2 separate regions of the Zea mays genome follow, and region 1 is linked to region 2. Evidence: chromatin contacts called from public HiChIP or PLAC-seq data. All regions are on one chromosome and are shown on one strand. Each heading gives the region's core, a stretch centred on a gene start, on an enhancer-like site or on the middle of the called end of the contact. The rest is flanking DNA. Distances are from core to core; before and after follow the strand shown.

Evidence for each region. HiChIP or PLAC-seq counts read pairs in DNA pulled down with a chosen protein or histone mark.
Region 1: a contact with region 2 is called in an H3K4me3 HiChIP or PLAC-seq map of leaf, with 2.8 times the contacts expected there. The contact joins the promoter of LOC100158226 here to the promoter of LOC100384395 in region 2. A contact is called at or near these places in 1 of 25 Hi-C or Micro-C datasets (leaf) and 1 of 3 datasets of contacts at active chromatin or transcription factors (leaf).

The regions. Positions count from the first base shown.
Region 1 is chr5:3,603,551-3,607,036 of Zm-B73-REFERENCE-NAM-5.0, reverse strand. LOC100158226 (isopentenyl transferase IPT5) reads left to right here and starts at 1,702. Exons shown (of 1, transcript NM_001127722.1): 1 at 1,702-2,715. The coding sequence starts at 1,702. The coding sequence ends at 2,715. LOC100217017 ((+)-neomenthol dehydrogenase) reads left to right here. Exons shown (of 5, transcript NM_001143393.1): 5 at 1-188. The coding sequence ends at 39.
Region 2 is chr5:3,423,213-3,426,778 of Zm-B73-REFERENCE-NAM-5.0, reverse strand. It overlaps LOC100384395 (putative phospholipase, patatin family protein), which reads right to left and starts at 2,226. Exons shown (of 2, transcript NM_001176937.1): 1 at 1,198-2,226; 2 at 633-975. The coding sequence starts at 1,736. The coding sequence ends at 1,200.

The DNA.
Region 1 (3,486 bases), core at 453-2,952, 180 kb before region 2:
GCCTACTTCCAGGAGCGCCAGCAGGCGCCGTTCGTGTGACGCGCTCTGCCTCTGCTCTGCTTCCTTCACCACCCGATGCTTGATAGCTATGTATCTCTTGAAGTTTTCGCTTGATAATAGTTGATACACATTCAATCCCCGCGCGTAATCTCTCCGTTGCAAAAATAATGGAATCCTAAGTTTTGGACAAGTAAAAATTTCTCAACTTTTGATCAACCTATCGACGAGATGAATCATGGGATAAATACATATGTTTTGCGAAGATGGAGACACAAAATTTCTCCATGGGAATCCATCCTCGACGGAGAATTCGACGGGTGGATGCTGCCGAGCCGTGCATTTTCGCACTCGTAGATGACGCGTCTACGCAGTACGCAGGTGCTTCGAACTGCTGCACGCGCTTTGCACAGGAACTTGCATTTGCTGAACCCATTTCCCGTGCTCCTGTTTGTCCGCTGTTTCCATCGTCCGACTCCGACCGGCGGCACTCCTCTGGTCTGCCTCTCGTAGCAGGCTAGCGGCGGCTAGTAGGCCCCGTGGTACCGGGCCGGACCGATTGGATTGGACGGAGGCGGGCGCGCACGCACCACACGCCCCCGGTGTCCGGGCGTCCGTACGCCGTACTCCCTCCCCGCTGCCCGCGTCACGCGTCCCTCCAACCAGGCGACGAAACGACTCCACCCTCCACTCACTCGGCCGCCGCACGCAGCCCTAGGCCGTAGCCCAATATGAGTGCGCGCCGCGGCGGCTAGGCCTCCCGAGTCCCGCCGCCTCCCCAACCCCGCCCAGGCGCAGGCGGGGCGGCGGCCACCACCAGCACGGCACGCACCACACCACCAGTCTCTGTCCGCGATCCGATCAGTAGCGTAGCGCTAGCGGCAGTCGCTCTCGAGCGCGGGGCGCTGTTGCTGCCCTGTGGTCTGTGGACGTCCGGCGGTCCGGAGGCCGTGCAGTGCACGATCGTCCTGTACGTTGGAATTGGATCGCCTTTGCTGCTGCTGCTGCGCGAGTGGGTGGCTCAATTCTTCGATGCGTTTCCGACGGCCCTTTTGCCCTTTATTTTCCCTCCTCCTTGGCAGCTTGCGGCGGACGACATGGTGGTGTCCTGTCCTCTCGTCGTCCTCACCACAGAGAAGGCCACCGCAGCTAAGCTAGTGCAAACCATGCGGGGCTAAGCTAGTAACATTATTCTCCGTGCATGCACTGTGTCACTGCATGATGATCGTCGTTTTCGAAAGAAGCTAGATGACGACCAAGACCAGCAGGTAGTCCGCGCGGAAGAAAGCGACGAGACACTCTAGTCAACTCTCTCTTGGGCCTTGGCTTGCCGTGGATATACATGGATCGGAGGTCAACTCTCCCATGGTGGCTTGCCGCTTGCCTGCTCTGCCTCAATCTGTTGCCTTGTTCGTCGTCGTCGTCGTGTCGTGCGACGGCAAAAGAGAAAGCCACTCGCTGCCGGTACTTGCATCGCCAGTCGCCACTCGCCACCTTATCTAAACCGAATCATGCAGTGCGGTCAACCGCGGTCGCTGTAGCGCGCGGCCCTGCATTTGGAGACGCCCCCGCCCTATAAATACCCATGCTTTGCTCTGCTTCTGCTCCCACACCACGCAGACGCAGCCAAGCAAGCAGCCAAGGAAGGAAGCTAGCTAGCTAGCTGATCACAAAGCAGGGCCGATTCCCGATCCGGCAGCATCCATGGCGGCCCCCGCGATGGCAGCGCCGCCGCCACCGCCGGCCTGCTTCCCCATGCCCACCAGGCTGACGATGCCGCCGACGTCGATCACGCTCCCGGACCCGCCGCCGCTGTCTGTCGGCGGCGCCTGCAGGCGCGTGGCGGCCAAGCACAAGGCCGTGGTGGTGCTGGGCGCCACGGGCACCGGCAAGTCCCGCCTGGCGATCGACCTCGCGCTGCGCTTCGGCGGCGAGGTCATCAACTCGGACAAGATCCAGGCGCACGCCGGCCTGGACGTGGCCACCAACAAGGTGGGCCTCGCCGAGCGCGGGCGGGTGCCGCACCACCTGCTGGGCGTGGTGCACCCGGACGCCGAGTTCACGGCGGCCGACTTCCGCCGCGAGGCCTCGCGCGCCGCGGACCGCGCCGCGGCGCGGGGCCGGGTGCCCGTCATCGCCGGCGGCTCCAACTCGTACGTGGAGGAGCTCGTCGAGGGGGACCGGCGCGCGTTCCGGGACCGGTACGAGTGCTGCTTCCTCTGGGTGGACGCGCAGCTCCCCGTGCTGCACGGCTTCGTCGCCCGCCGCGTCGACGACATGTGCCGGCGCGGCCTCGTCGACGAGGTGGCGGCCGCGTTCGACCCCCGCCGCACCGACTACTCCAGGGGCATCTGGCGCGCCATCGGCGTGCCGGAGCTCGACGCCTACCTCCGGGCGCGCGGCCGCGGCCACGGCCACCACCACGACCAGATGCTCGCCGCGGCCCTCCACGAGATCAAGGCCAACACGTCCCGCCTCGCCGTGCGCCAGCGCGGCAAGATCCAGCGGCTCGAGCGCATGTGGCGCGTCCGCCGCGTCGACGCCACGGAGGTGTTCCTGAAGCGCGGCCTCGCCGCCGACGAGGCCTGGCAGCGGCTGGTCGCCGCGCCCTGCATTGACGCCGTCAGGTCCTTCCTGCTGGAGGACCAACAAGAGTACAGCAGCATGGGCACCGCCGGCGCCATGTTGCCTGCCGCCGTCGCAGCCGCGGCTGTCTAACACAACACAAGTACACAATAACACAACACACACGGAACCGGAACGCTGCCCAGAGTCCTCCACACGTGGCCACGCGCGCCAGCCTCCATTGGCGATCGGCGCAATGCTCTGCTGCGGTCAACCGCGCGGTGACCCGGCAGAGTAGCGCAGATCATATAGTTGATCCTGGTCAGGGGAAACTGGGAAAAGTAATGATTTTGTCCCCATTTTCTCTGTAATATTTTTTTTTGGCACGAGATATGATGCGATCGAGCGCGGGAGCGAGTTTTGAGTATGGAATAAGGCCCTGTTCCAAGAATGCGAAGTAGACGCCGGCACTGTTGGTTTTGGGGGGTGGTGATGTATTTCTTATTATGAGATTAGATGTGAATAGTGTCTAGTCAGTATCGTAATCTGAACGTTTCATGCTCACCATTGAGATGTGTTATCAAGAATCTAGCTGGTTGCGCACTTGCAATAGTCTAGAACTCTCTCTACACTCGTTTCGATCGCTTCTGTTCTTTTTCAATATGTCCTTTGCATTGTGTGATATGAAATTGCAGCAGATATTGGCCAAACACAACAAATTGCCATGTCTCTCGTAAATGAGCCATATTTATCCGGCCGGATCATCTGCAGTTTCGTCCGTGGATGTTGCTGTAGATAGGCCGCTGTTGTGTGGGATGGTCGTGGTCTGCTCTATATATCAGCGGTTAGACGTAACTGGACTGGGAGTTGGCTGTTGGCATATGACCTGCTTCTGTTGTCCCTTTCCATGCCCTCGTTTTCCAG
Region 2 (3,566 bases), core at 977-3,476:
GAACTATGGGCCTGCATTTTAAGTTCAACCACAATCATAGGCTATGAGACTAACATAATTAAAGGTCCCTAGTCCCTACTCAAAATATTGTCACAGACATACCTTTCCAGCAAAGCGCCCTCCGCAGACTCTAACAAGTTCTTTCATTCGGAGTAGTGGAGAAATGTGAGGATTAGTTTGGCTCACAATGAAATGGTTTACATTAAACAACTCCTTGAGTCTGATCATGGGCAAATCCATTTCCAAGCTCCCATCTCTCCACCGGCGCTTCGATGCTCCAGGACCTTGTTCCGGATCTGTGGCAAAGGGTGCATGGAAGGGAACTATGTTGCCGAATCTATCCTTTGCCATCAGTTCTTGAGCTTCAAAAAGTCCAGGAAATGCACAAGAGGCAGTTACTGCACTCCAAATAACAACGTGCGGTGACGTCGGGTAGTTGAGGCAGCGGGGTGGCTCATTTTTCCTAGGAGAGCAAACGGTGATCCCAAGGACACGGCCAGTCATGTCATAAGCCTCTTGAAATGTTAAGTTACTCGTGAGATCCCTCAGAAGCCTTTGCATCTGGCTAATGTCATGCAGTGCGCCGTAAGTGGTGACACGCCTCATCACTGCAAAAAATCCACCGATCCCATCAAAGAACTGCAAGGTCTGTGATGAGTCTGTGAAGAAGCTCTCAATCTCAGGCCATGTTCGAGTAGCAACAATCGAACATATAATAGAACCAACGCTTGATCCTGCTATAATCCGAGGCAGAAGCTTATGCTCGACCAATGTTTTCACTACACCTACACCTACATGGAAAGACCCTAGTGAAGCACCCCCACTCAAGAGCAGCGCTGTCCTCCCAAAGGCATGTCAGGTCTCCTGGACAAAGGCAAGCTTCTCTTCCAATAGTATCTCGTCGGTGTCAGATTCGCACACCATTCTTAGTTGAGTAGAAACCTCTTCAATGTATTCCTTTATAAGCTTAGGAACCTGCACTGCGACAGATCAGCCGTGTTACTGGTATGATGGTGATGCTGAATTCAGAGTTTCAGTGATCTTTGGCCATGCTGAATTTCTTGTTGTAAGAAACTAAGTAAGAGGTCATTTTGTATTCTCAAGGCCATCAACAATTACAAAACATCAGCAAACAAATATATTACTACGAATCAGAGTGAGTGAATTAGTAGAACCTACAGTTACTTTGTCAATTACCTCTAGCCTGCCCTTGTGAAGTTCAGGGTTGCACATGTTCCCCAAGTTCCTAACAAGATCGCCACGCATGCAGAATACCACGTCCCGGAGCGACCCGTCCTCCCTCCGTCTCCGGATCTCCTCAAGCCTGTCCCTGATGAGCTCCTCGTCGTAGAAATCCGCCTCACCTGCTCAGACATCCTGTCGAGCACCTTGGCGGCGCGCGCCCAGACCTCGTACGTACCGGCACGCAGCATGGCTTTCTCGTACTGCCTGCGCCGGCGCGCGAGCGCCGCCCGCGACCGCGCGCCGGAGAGCTTCCGCAAGAAGAGGGCGAAGAGGACGACCATGAGGAGGACGCCGTGGGTGTTCCTGAGGTGCAGCCAGGACGCCGCCACCGGCAGCGCCGCGCCGCGCACGCGCGAGATGGCGGCGTACGCGCACGCCCGCAGGCGCCACAGCGAGCTGAAGAGGAGCACGCGGAGCGCCACCCCGCGGCCCAGCAGCGTCGACGGCCCGATCCTGAAGGAGCCGACGCTCGCTTCCCCGGACTCGTCCATTGGTAGATGGAGCTAGCGATCTTTGTGAGCTTGATCAGCAGCAGAAGGGAAAAAAAACCCTCAAAACCCAAATTGGTTTGAGCTCTTCAGCACCGACATCAATAGAGGAAACGGTAAGAAATCCCCAATTCGCATCAATCAAGTCATCGCCGCCGAAGGCCTTCAGCTACTCAAATCCGAGCTAAAAGAATCGAAATTGAGTAGCGCAGGGTACCGGATAAAGAAAACGCGAGCTAAACCAACCAGTCAGTCGCGCGCCTCCGATGTCTGCCTCGACTCGGCACACAACGCATGAAGAAGATGTGACGCGTGCCGTGGGAGATATGAAGCCCCCGAAAAAACTGGAAATGAAGAAAATGGGAAGAGGTGTAGTAGATAAGCACAAGACTCAGATTATCTTGGCCGAATCAATCGATCAGAGATCGTGTAGAACTGTGATGTTAGAATGAGACAAAAAAAGGAAAACCCTCAGCGTGGAAGGAAGGTGAGGCGAGGAGTGGACGCAATGATAAAACCATGGCGCCGCGAGGATACGGCGGCGTCAGACTGGGCGGGCAATAATGGCTGCGCGAGAAGGGGAGAAACGGATCGCTCCTCGCCTTTTCTAGTTCCAGAAGAGGACGACGATGAAACGGGAGGAGGTTGCTGCTGTTTGGTTCCGTTCCTGGCTTTTGCGGGAACAAGTCGTCGCAATCGCAACTCGCAAAGGGCGAGACCGTTTGTGTGTACGGACACTCGTCCGTTTCGCGACGGAGCACACGAAACTCAACTCACACACAGTATTACCATCCATAGTTCCATACATAGTCCACTACAGAGACTGTGTCAAAAGATGTTTGGTTTCTATGGACATCTATTTTTTAGTTTTTAAATTAATAAATATATAGACTGAAGCTTTATATTTAGCAATTTAAAGATTAAAATAGAATAAAATGAATGACTAAAAAATAGTCTCTAGAAATCAAACACACTAAGATTTTGTTTGGTTGCTCTAGTATTGATTTAATCTATGTACGTTGAGATGGATTAAGGTGTAAATTAGTTTAAATTACATTCCAATTCAAATCAATACATGTGGATTGAGCTCAATACTAGAGTAAACAAACTAGGCCTAAAAAGAACACCTTAAGAGCAACTCCAATCCAAATCAATACATGTGGATTGAGCTCAATACTAGAGTAAACAAACTAGGCCTAAAAAGAACACCTTAAGAGCAACTCAGTAAGGTTGATAGACCATGTCCTAAATAAATTACGAAGTTAAAGTTATAGATTTAGATAAATAGTTTTATTTATTATTTAGATTAAAAGTATTTTAAATATCTATAGTCGACCCAAATCCTCTACTGGTCTTGGTCTATATATCTATCTCTACTTTATTATTATAAAGCACTAGACATCGTGTGTCGCGTGAAGTTAATGTACCTATTCCTTATCTTACGTGTAACCAACCATACAATTATCGTGAGCGTTTTATTCTCAAACTGTTATATATTAACACCAATTAGGTTGATAGTTTCTGTATATTATATAAGTATATTATGTTTTAATAAGTCGTAAAAATACGTGTTCTATTGACTATGTGGATATGCCAACGACCAAGGTTCAAAACCCAACCAACCCTATTTGTACATACATTTTTTACTTGTCTTTACCTTCACATATCGGGAAGGGTCTCGAACCACTGTAGTCAGTTTTGTGTATTTATTGTGGTCAGAAATTTTATTAAATATTTATGTGTCGTCGTATCAAGCATTATACTGTACTAAGGCTATATTCAAACGATTACTTCTAAATTTTATCTCCTATATCCTACTTTACTCCAACGATA